Linked DNA regions of Arachis hypogaea: region 1 is linked to region 2. Evidence: chromatin contacts called from public Hi-C data. All regions are on one chromosome and are shown on one strand. The core of a region is the stretch at or near the end of the contact, and the rest is flanking DNA. Distances in the headings are between cores, read along the strand shown.

Evidence for each region. Hi-C and Micro-C count contacts between places; a contact is called where the count stands out from the background.
Region 1: a Hi-C map of an unstated tissue shows a contact between it and region 2, with 4 times the contacts expected there. The contact joins the promoter of LOC112777033 here to the promoter of LOC112775689 in region 2. A contact is called at or near these places in 3 of 8 Hi-C or Micro-C datasets (leaf and an unstated tissue).

The regions. Positions count from the first base shown.
Region 1 is chr19:57,129,616-57,134,885 of arahy.Tifrunner.gnm2.J5K5, reverse strand. LOC112777033 reads left to right here and starts at 1,752. Exons shown (of 1, transcript XM_025821313.3): 1 at 1,752-3,156. The coding sequence starts at 2,028. The coding sequence ends at 3,050. It overlaps LOC112777034, which reads right to left. Exons shown (of 7, transcript XM_025821316.2): 7 at 4,938-5,226.
Region 2 is chr19:56,820,333-56,825,224 of arahy.Tifrunner.gnm2.J5K5, reverse strand. It overlaps LOC112775689, which reads left to right and starts at 1,460. Exons shown (of 5, transcript XM_025819507.3): 1 at 1,460-2,290; 2 at 3,324-3,613; 3 at 3,720-3,809; 4 at 4,659-4,892. The coding sequence starts at 2,080.

The sequences.
Region 1 (5,270 bases), core at 503-3,002, 310 kb before region 2:
TAATTTCTATCTAGTTCTCTCTATTTCTTGATACATTATCGTATCATTGGATTAGGCCAAATTAATTTTTAGTATTTTAAATCTTCATGTCATCTCTAAATTTTTGCTTTTTGTAAAAATAATTTTGTACCTATATTTAAAAAATTGAAAGCAACAATTTTTACTTATTTTTTTATTTTGTTTAAGTATAAATAAATAAATTCAAAATTATTTTTTTATAAAAAATTAAAAAAATTAAATCCTAAATATTTCCATATCCTATATATAATATTTTAAATAAAATACATTTACATATATTTGGATAAAAAATTATATTACATAATAATATTTTAAATAGAAGTAGTTAATAAGTTTTTAATTTTTAATAAAACAACCTATTCATTCGTCAAATGATAAATAAAATTTAATTATTTATATTTTAAATAAAATTAAATATTAAAAATATTTAAAAAAAAATCATAATACTAAGGTAAAAAATATATATTTTACCTTTCATTATATTACATTTGCTGTAGCGGTCTCTTTTCCTAGTCAGCGAATATCACTAACACTTTTTAATTGCATCAGAATGGTTACATTTCGTGAGAAATTTAAGTAATCATATAAAAGGGAGAAAAAGTAAATCTTATTTAGATTAGAGGAGTGTTAGGCCAATAAATTTTATAATTTGTAGTTATTAGTTAGTTATTATTAGTATTTTTAATGGTATAAAATTATATTTAATAATATAAAATTATTTATTTACTTTTAATTAAATACTGATCAAATTTTAATAAAATTGTTACTCCATAAATTTTTTCTTTAAATATTTTAAATTTGAGCATACGTTCTGTCCCTCCATTGTTTAATTGGAATGACTTGGAAAGTCCCAAAGTCCAGTGCATCCCAGCTAAACCTTGTCAAAGGCGTAAATCAAGGTACCCATGCATGAACCACTCATCTCTCTCCCAAAGGCCATGGCAAGCATTGACATTCACGACGAAAAATGTTTTCTATTTTTTGTTGTATATTTCTTTAGTATCGTATATTTTTTCCTTTTACACACTATTGTTCTGATATTATAAAATATTTTATATAATTATTCATTTATATTATTTTTATATAATTATTTAAATTATTAATATAAAAAAAGTTATTTTTATTAATATAATAATATATGTGTGTAACTTATCTACACTAATAATGTATTAACATTAAATTCTTTTTAATATATATTATAAATATTTTTATATTATTAATATATTAAAAATTAAATTTCCCAAAAAAAAGAAATAAAACAAAAAAAAAAGGTGTAATTATCAATGTTTTTAGAGCACATATTAAATATATTAAATGTGCTGTAAAAGTATAGGAAAATGTCTCATATACATAAAGCTATGTTTTAGAATTTAATATATAAGATAAAAATGAGTTTAAATAATATGGTGAGTTCTATGGTGTGATTGGTCTCTTTGTTATGGTGCCTAAATTACCTAACTTATTTTTTAAAGTAAAAAATAAAATATTTAAAATAAAATGTAAATCATGTAAAATTTATTAAATATTATTTATTTACCCTTTTTAGTAACTTAGGTATAATGTGATGTGATAGGCACCATAGCATTCACCAAATAATATATTTCATTTATGATTATGGTATTGGTTATGGTTATTGTTAATGAAAACTGAAATGCCTGCTGTTTTCTCTCCTTGTCTCTTTGTCCCTGTTTTCCCTTTATAATGCCAAAGAAGGCTCGTATATGCTCATCATCAAAAGAATCAAAGTACTAAACTTTTGCCAACATTTCACTCAAAAAGGGTTAACCATCCTCCAAAATAAACCCATAAGCACTTTGGACAGATAATATTAGTCCAAAGTCCAAAATTCAACAACTTGGCAACATTCAAAGCTGCAATTTTTCCACAGCAAATAAAGGCAAGAAGAACACACTCCTGAACTCTCAAACATTAATCACATGGTATGAGAAACGCAAACAATCACACACAAGAAAAAGACATATACCAGTAACAAGTATCAAACAAAAAACATGATCCCTGCTTGTTTCAGCCAACCCAACACACCATCAAGCTCACGTACTTCCCAACAGTTACAAAACGTTGTAACACGCATATACCAAACACAACTTTGCAATAACAACAATAACACAACGTACCTCACTCTAAGCTGGTCAAGAACACTTTTTTCTCATTCTTTAACCATTTTTGCACCACAGATATTCTCCATAATCATACCTCTAAGGCCACCAACTTTCCCATTCTTCAGAACAAGACCAGGATCGAAATCCATCTACCTCCCCGGGCGGAAACACAAGCCATCACAGAAGATCAAGATTTACTGGGACTTCTCCAATGCAAGATTCTTCCAGAACCATGCTGAGCCAGAGTCATGCTTCTACCTAGCAATATGGTGCAATGGAAGGCTTGAATTCTTTCTTGGTGATCTCATTCAGAATCAACAAGCACCCTGTGATCAGGTTCTGCTTTCCAGAAGAGAGCATGTGTTTGGAACAATGAGTTATGTGTCAAGGGGTGTGTTCTTGGGTTCTAAACATGAGATAGAGATTGAGTGCATCAATAATGAAGGGGTGTTAAGAGTGAAAGTGGACGGTGAAGTTTGCTTGCTTGTGAAGAGGCTTGCATGGAAGTTCAGAGGGAATGAGAAGATCTTCATTGATGGAGTAGAAGTTGAGTTCTATTGGGATGTGCTGCGTTGGGTGGTTAATAATAGCAATGGTGGAAATGGGAATAAACATGGCCATGGTGTGTTTGTGTTTCAAGTTGGTGACGGTGCTGTATGGCCTGAAATGGTGGGTCCAGAGAAAAGGTTGATGAGGAAGAGCTTGCCCGGAAGCACTACGGTGGGGGCACCGTCGGTGCTGCCATCGCTGTCGCCCGCGTCGAGTTCAGGAGTGTTGCAGTGGGCAGAGGAGAGTAGTGATGGAGGGCGGAGCTCATGTTCTTCATCAACAAGGTCTTGTGGTGGTAATGGTAATGGTAATGGTAATGGTGGTGGGTTCTCTTTGTTGCTCTATGCTTGGAGAATAGAATAAAATTTCAAATTTGGAACTTTAGTTGAATGTGAACTGTGATCAATGAGTTTGAACTTCTCATGTATTATTTCAATGAATGAAACAAGTTTCCATGGGATTTTGACCTTGAATGTATTCACATTAGATTGCAGATTCATTTTTATCTTCTTAATCTGTTTCTGTTCCTTGTTATATATGTTGCTTTTGAAAATCTTTTGACATGTTTTAAAGAAATATATTTGGATATGACAGACCAAAATTTCAAACCAACATATGCTAGGAATAAGAGTATCTGGTTTATTCATTTCTTGAACCAAAACAGCATAGTAGAACTTCATGGCTCTGTGTTTTATGGGACAACTTCCAATTTGTATACTTTAGAATATAATGGAATGGAAAAACTCAACTATCTAACACCTGTAATTTTCTTTCCCTCAAAGTTAGATACAACAAAACAAGATAAGAATAAATAGCATCAAATCTTGATCATTCTACCTTTTCCGATGAAATTAAACATATATTCCATATCATATCATTTCATTTCATTCTACTATTCTATTCATCATTAAATATCCAATCATAACCTATGATAACATGTACATTATAATTAATGATAATGAGTTTCATAATAGGGTTCTAGCTATTGCATTCCAACGAGAATATTATACATGATTGATGAATTTTGAGGGGGAGCTAAAATCACAATATTCTTGGGTTTAAGGATTGACTTTGACTCGTGAGAAATCCTAATTTCAAAAGTCACATTCACTAATCATGATTCACAAGGCTTTAAAGTCCAAACCAGAAGCCAGAAGACTGTTCACACTATGTAAAGTGAAAATATAAAACAAGCAGCACTACCATTCCCACCTTGGATTCTCATATTCAATAATATACCATAGCACTGTCATAGACTCATAGACCCCACTTCAGACTTTATCATCATAGAGGATGAAGGATACAGGTAGAAAAGGTACCCCTAACTTTCCTATAAAACATGCCAATGGTCGAGATTCTCAACAAATTAACTTTCCATTTTAACATTAAAGCAGCAGCAGGTCATAGAATTTTAAGAATAAATAAATAAAAATATACATGAAAGATTTTGGGGGAACAAAATTACATACCAACTATTTGTAAATATAAAAGTACATCTCAGAGACTGTTTTTTATAGACAAAAATGTCATGCTATTAGTAAGAGTTTGATATTCGTATCTTTGGTGAGCTTTTTTGTCCATCCAAAACAATCTTTGAGATATATTTGATATTTACGAATCTTAGTGTCAAAATTTTAATATATTGAATTGGTATGCAGAAAAGTCATCAAGTTCTATCATTTAACTGCGTACTGTATACTAAACTTTCAGTCCAGTAATTTTTTTGTGAAAATACCTGTAATTTAATCATAAATAGTAGTAAATTGCTTATTGAAACAAATTTCTTATCAGTCCTGCTTTCTAGTAAGGATGGATAGGAACTAGAGCAGCAATCATAGAGATTATAGTCTCAAACTATGTGTTTTCCGTACTATAACTGAATTCAAATGATCCAACTTTTCACACGACTTACGTCTTTCGCGGAATTCTTGTTGTTATCTGGATAATTTGGTAAAAAAGTAAACCAAAAAGTCTTCATAATTCATAAGGACACATGGTGGTCTACCAATGCAGCTACCCTCTAGATATGAGAAGGATGGCACCAAAATATGAGTAAGACCAACGAAAATTTACACAAAGCTTCAAGACGTATGCTACAGTTACACACGCTCTTTTAGGCTTAATTCTCCCAAACTAGGGTTAATGGCAAATTCTTTATAGGATGCAATTTGAGTGGACAGTTAAGTACTTATACCAGTGATAGTTTATAAAATGGCATCTCTATACTTTTTTCCATATAAGAAGTATATATAAGGAGATGTATCAAAATTATTTTATTATGGGTAAAGTATATTTTTTGTGGTTGAAATTTGTCAAAAATTTTAAATACGCTGCAAGAAATCCTAGATATGATTTCACCTATATCCTTTAATAATAGAAACAAGAGATACGTGTAGACTGTCAGCAGCTGCAAATAAAAAAGATACGTGAATGCACAACTTTATGGCATTCAAACACCGGTGATTTCAGAGGTAAAGGTGAAAATCTGCAATATTGCTTCAAGTGCAGAAACATTCCAACTCTCAACATGTCTAACAATCTGTCAAGCAAAATGTTATAGCTACTGGTTAGTATGGATTTTTA
Region 2 (4,892 bases), core at 211-2,710:
GATAGAATAAACTATTTATTTTGTGGAATATGTTGGGATGGTAAACGTTTTTTGTTTTAAGATATGAGAAAATTTTGCCTAATAATAGTATGCTAGAAATAAGAGATATTGAGGGTTAGTCTTCCCTCAAAGAGCATGACATAATGCTCTAAGCTACTCTCCATTTGAGAGGAACTTTCTCTCATTTGAGAGATATGATGCATGAGTTTTTTTATTGTGTACAATGACGCATAATGGTTTTTTTTCTTGGTATACAATGACGCATGAGTTTTATTCAAGGTTGCAAAATCCAAATCAGTTAATGAACTGATAAGATAACTGGTTAAATGGTTCAATGGTCCAATCAGAATTCAATCAATTTAATTAAATATAAAATAAAATTATTAAAAATTGAATAAATGTGATTCATGATCCCTGTCTAATAGTTTCATTTTCAAAAAAAAAAACTTTTTAATTAGCAACAATTACAAACACAAACTTACACAAATTAAATACAGACAACAACAAAGTATGGATTATTGAACATAGATTTACACACAATTTCAAATCACATCAACAAACCAACAATACATGCAGCATCATAACACAAAATCAACAATTACATCTAGCATCAGAAGTTTAGAAGACAAACTCAGAAGCCAATATCCATACAATTAGACAATAAAATTAGAAATCAACAAAATTAATAATGTAACATCAATAATCAAAAAAATTATTTCAGAAGAATCAACTCAAAATCAAAAGAGCAGTGGACCGAAACAAATTAAAGGTGAAAGCAAGGTCCCTACTGTGAATAAGCGAGCAGTGAAACAGAGGTGACGATTTAGAGAGACATTCATGGTGAGAGTGAGAAAGAGCGAGGAAGGAAAGTGACGGCGACGACAATTGAGAACGATGAGAGGAGAAGAGAGTAGGAGACCTTCCTACGACGGCAACGAGAGGAGGAATGATGAGAAGTGGGATGGTGGCTGCGGGTTGCGTTTGAACTTTCGTCGAATAGAACTTCAACATGCGACGCGACACCCATAGTTTGTTCCCAGACAAGAAGAGTTCGGTGATGACTTTGAAGAGGAATGGTGGCTACAACTGTGTTCGAACTTCGAACTTCCAAGGAGATTTGGAGGCTAGGGTTCTTCACTCTCCAACGTTCAAAGTTCAAGGAAAAAGAGAGGGGTGGCATGGTAGTATTGGGCTAGGATTCTTCAATCTTTAGGGTTTTTTTTTTAATAAAATAGTAACGTTTTTTAGTGTATGCCCCGAACCGAAAACTCTTAACAAATTCGGCGATGTCGATGGTTCACCAGTTAACCGCCGATTAAGTCGGTCCTTTAGTCAGCTTTTGGCTAGATAGTTTTTGGGATCAACCAAACTGAGCATATGACTGATTTCCAATTAATCTAGTTAAACCCATCGGTTCGGTTCGATTTTATTTTATTTTGAGTCTTACACATGACACAACACACACCCACTCACACAACACACACTACTACTACTAGTATAGGTTCTATATTCCTCATTGAGGATTCAAACCTAGGTGCAGCTCCTAGTGAGGCACAACTCCTAGTGAGGCAGGTGATGCTGCCATTGATTCAGGGCTTCGGTGGTTTGATAAAAAAAACTATGTTTTTTTTTTTTTTTGTTTCTTGAAAACTGTGGTTTTATTACACACAATAATATTTTGTTGCATCAGCGCGTATGTCGCTTATTTCCCTCCACCTCTTAGTTTGGGGTTTTCTTGAGTTGTCCTCGTCAATCACAGGCCCACGAAGCCCAACAGGGTGGAACACCGTTACGCCAAGGAGTTGGCTAGCGCTGAACCAAGCTAGCCGTTGGAGATGGACTCCTGCCACTCCTGCGAAGCTGGCCCCTACGGTAACCACGTGTACATGCGCGATTCAATCATGTGGGATCTTAAATTTTCTTGCTAAACCAAACTGACAGAAGCGCACAAGAAGTCATCATTGTTTAGGGGTTTTGGATTTGGGTCTTTGGGAAGTCGTGGTGTTGGTGGGCGTGTTCTGTGCTTCGTCATAATCGTAATTATAATCGGAGAATCAGAAGCAGTAATTGGTGACCGACATGGCACACAACCTATTCGAGGGATTGCCTCCACCTCAACACCATGATGATCCTGAACCGCCGCAGCGACAACAAAAACCGCATCTCAATTTTCCCAGCACCGCTAACAACGACACGGAATCCTCTCAAGTTGCAGCAGCAGCACCACCATCGAAGCCAATTCTCAAGAGTGCCCTCAAGCGCCCAAACCATACTCCGTCTGACACTCAAGGTTACTTCAATTTCTCTTACCTTCTTAACTCAATTGTTTGTTTTACGTCGGCAATCACTGCTTTTTAGTTTAACATTTTGTTTATGTATTTATTTATTACTGGGAAGCATATAACCCTAGGATTAGGGTTTCCTTCGAATCGGGGTTAAGAGGGAAAAAAAAGGCCTTTCGTTTAGACTCTGTTTGGGAGATATATTTGTGATGGCAAATTGGTAAGTAATGGAATGGAATAGAAAAGAAGAGAATGGATTGTTATATGTATGCCGCACCGGCACACCCTTGTTTGGGGACTTCCATGGCTGGTGATGGAATAGAAAAGATAATATGCTATTTCCCTTATTTTCGACGGCAAAGTGAGGTTCTGTAAGACATTCTTGACCATTCCATTCCTTGCTGACCGAGAAACACATTCTATAAACGTTTCCAAAACTTGCCATGCATCCAAACAGTGTCTTAGTTTACCTGGTTTAGGAAAAATAGGCATTGAATTAATCAAGTGCAAGATGCTAAAAGATAGTAAGTACTCATTTTACGTTCAATTTGACTGCTAAATTCATCTAACGTGACCTGTCTTGTTTGCTCTTTCAGTAATATTAGTGTAAAGCTTTTAGCATATAGAGTCTAGTAGACCATAGTTCTGATCAGCTTATGATAACAGTAAAGTCTTAGTTTTCTTTATGCAGTGTTTGAACCTGAGGCGTTGCTTAGTGGAACAATACATGTTTTGTTTTTTATTATGAAGTATGAAAAGTTTAGGTTGATTCATGATTGCGAAAGTCTGAAAGTTATCCATGTATATGCTGTATAAATCACTTTAGGTTGTTTTATCTAACTATATGAAGACCTTGGTTTGTGGTGTTGCAACAATAGAAAGAGGATCGAAGTTTGGTATATTTTCTCCTGGATTTACAGAAATGCTGGTATATTATGCAGTTATTGCTTTGGTATTCACTTACACATCTGTTTAAAATGATGAATTTTACATTAATAAATTTTCTGAAATCTGAACCTACATTATCTGCTGTGAATGCAGCTGCAGCACCAAAAAAAAGCTTGAAATTTAAAACCTCTACGGATGCTTCTGAAGGACAGGTTATTAAGGCCATGAAGAAGATAACTTCCCACATCAAGAACCCTGCAAAGGTCAACAAGGCTGCGAAGCTTGCTATACAGCTGATTCAAGCTGGAAGTGTAAAATCTGGAACTAGTGATTATTTTTTTGCCATATTAGAAGCTGCAATGTTATCATCTACACCTTGTACAGATCCTTCGGTGCGGGCTGACTATCATTCTCTGTTCATGGAAGCACAAAGCACCAAAGAAGTAAGATTAAAAGTTCACATGATATATCTGTCCTTGGTGAGTGTTTTTTAACAGATTAGAGTGTCTCTGACGGATTTCCTGATCCTTTCCTGTCCATTAATTTCAGCACCTCAATAAGAAACAAAGGAATCAACTGGCAGCATGGACAATAATGGCCGTGGTAGCAAATGATTTATACACAGATGACAGCTTTGTGGTATGATTTACACTAAAGGCTTGCTGAGTCACCTTTTGTTGTCTTCCTATTTGAGGAAATAAGCTTGAAGCATATTGTTGCCTTTTGGCTATTTACATGAAAAGAAATTATTCATGCACCAAAAAAATCAAAGTCTGCTGTGTCATACATTTACTGTCATTTTCTTGTCATGTAATTAATATTTGTATATCATTATTGCTTTCTGTAAACTACTTTTGAATTTATCACTTCACATATCAATACGTCAGTTTTCCTTGTATATGAATATGACTAAAGATGGATATAATGTGTAAATATAGTCTCCCACAGATTTCTTTCTTGCGGAAGTCAAGTTGAATTTAAAAGGAAAGTTCTCTGGACCGACAATAAGATCAATTTTTTTGGAGGGATAACAATTGTTATCGCCTATAGAGGATCCACATTGTTCGCCCATGCCATATTCTTGTGTCAGATGCATAGTAGGGCAGGGGGTGTATCAGTATATGAGATGTGGCGTTTCTAGGGGTATGGGAGGTCTGGTTCAGTTTCCAATTGCAACATTCTTTATTTACATGGTTCAATTTTTGTTTATTTGATTATTAAAACTCCGAGGTTGATGTTATAGATAGCTGATACTTGACTCTCTGTATTTATAGTGTAATAAAAAAACTAATAATGCACCAAACTATTGCTTAAAATATTTTGCTAAATTTTATTCATCATGTGTTTATCTTATGCTTAGTCACCATGATTTACATTTCAGATACTGTTATTTATATAGGTCTTATTCAGTTGATTTCATTATTTGAGCCTACAAAGATATCTATTGGGTTGCTTATGCTTTTTTTTTTCCCCCAATTTTTTATACAGTTCTCAAAAGCAGCTGGACAAATCAAGGATGCTATATCTAACCTTCCTGTTGCAACAAAGGATGATGATGCAGAGGAAGCAATGTCTCTGGAAGACAATACAAATGTGGCAGATGAAGATAGTAAAACACGTGCCAAAGACAAGGATAATAATGATGAGGATCAAGCTGACCCATTTGGGCTTGATGCACTGCTTCATGAATCCACAAAGAAAGGTGAAAAATTAAAGACAAAG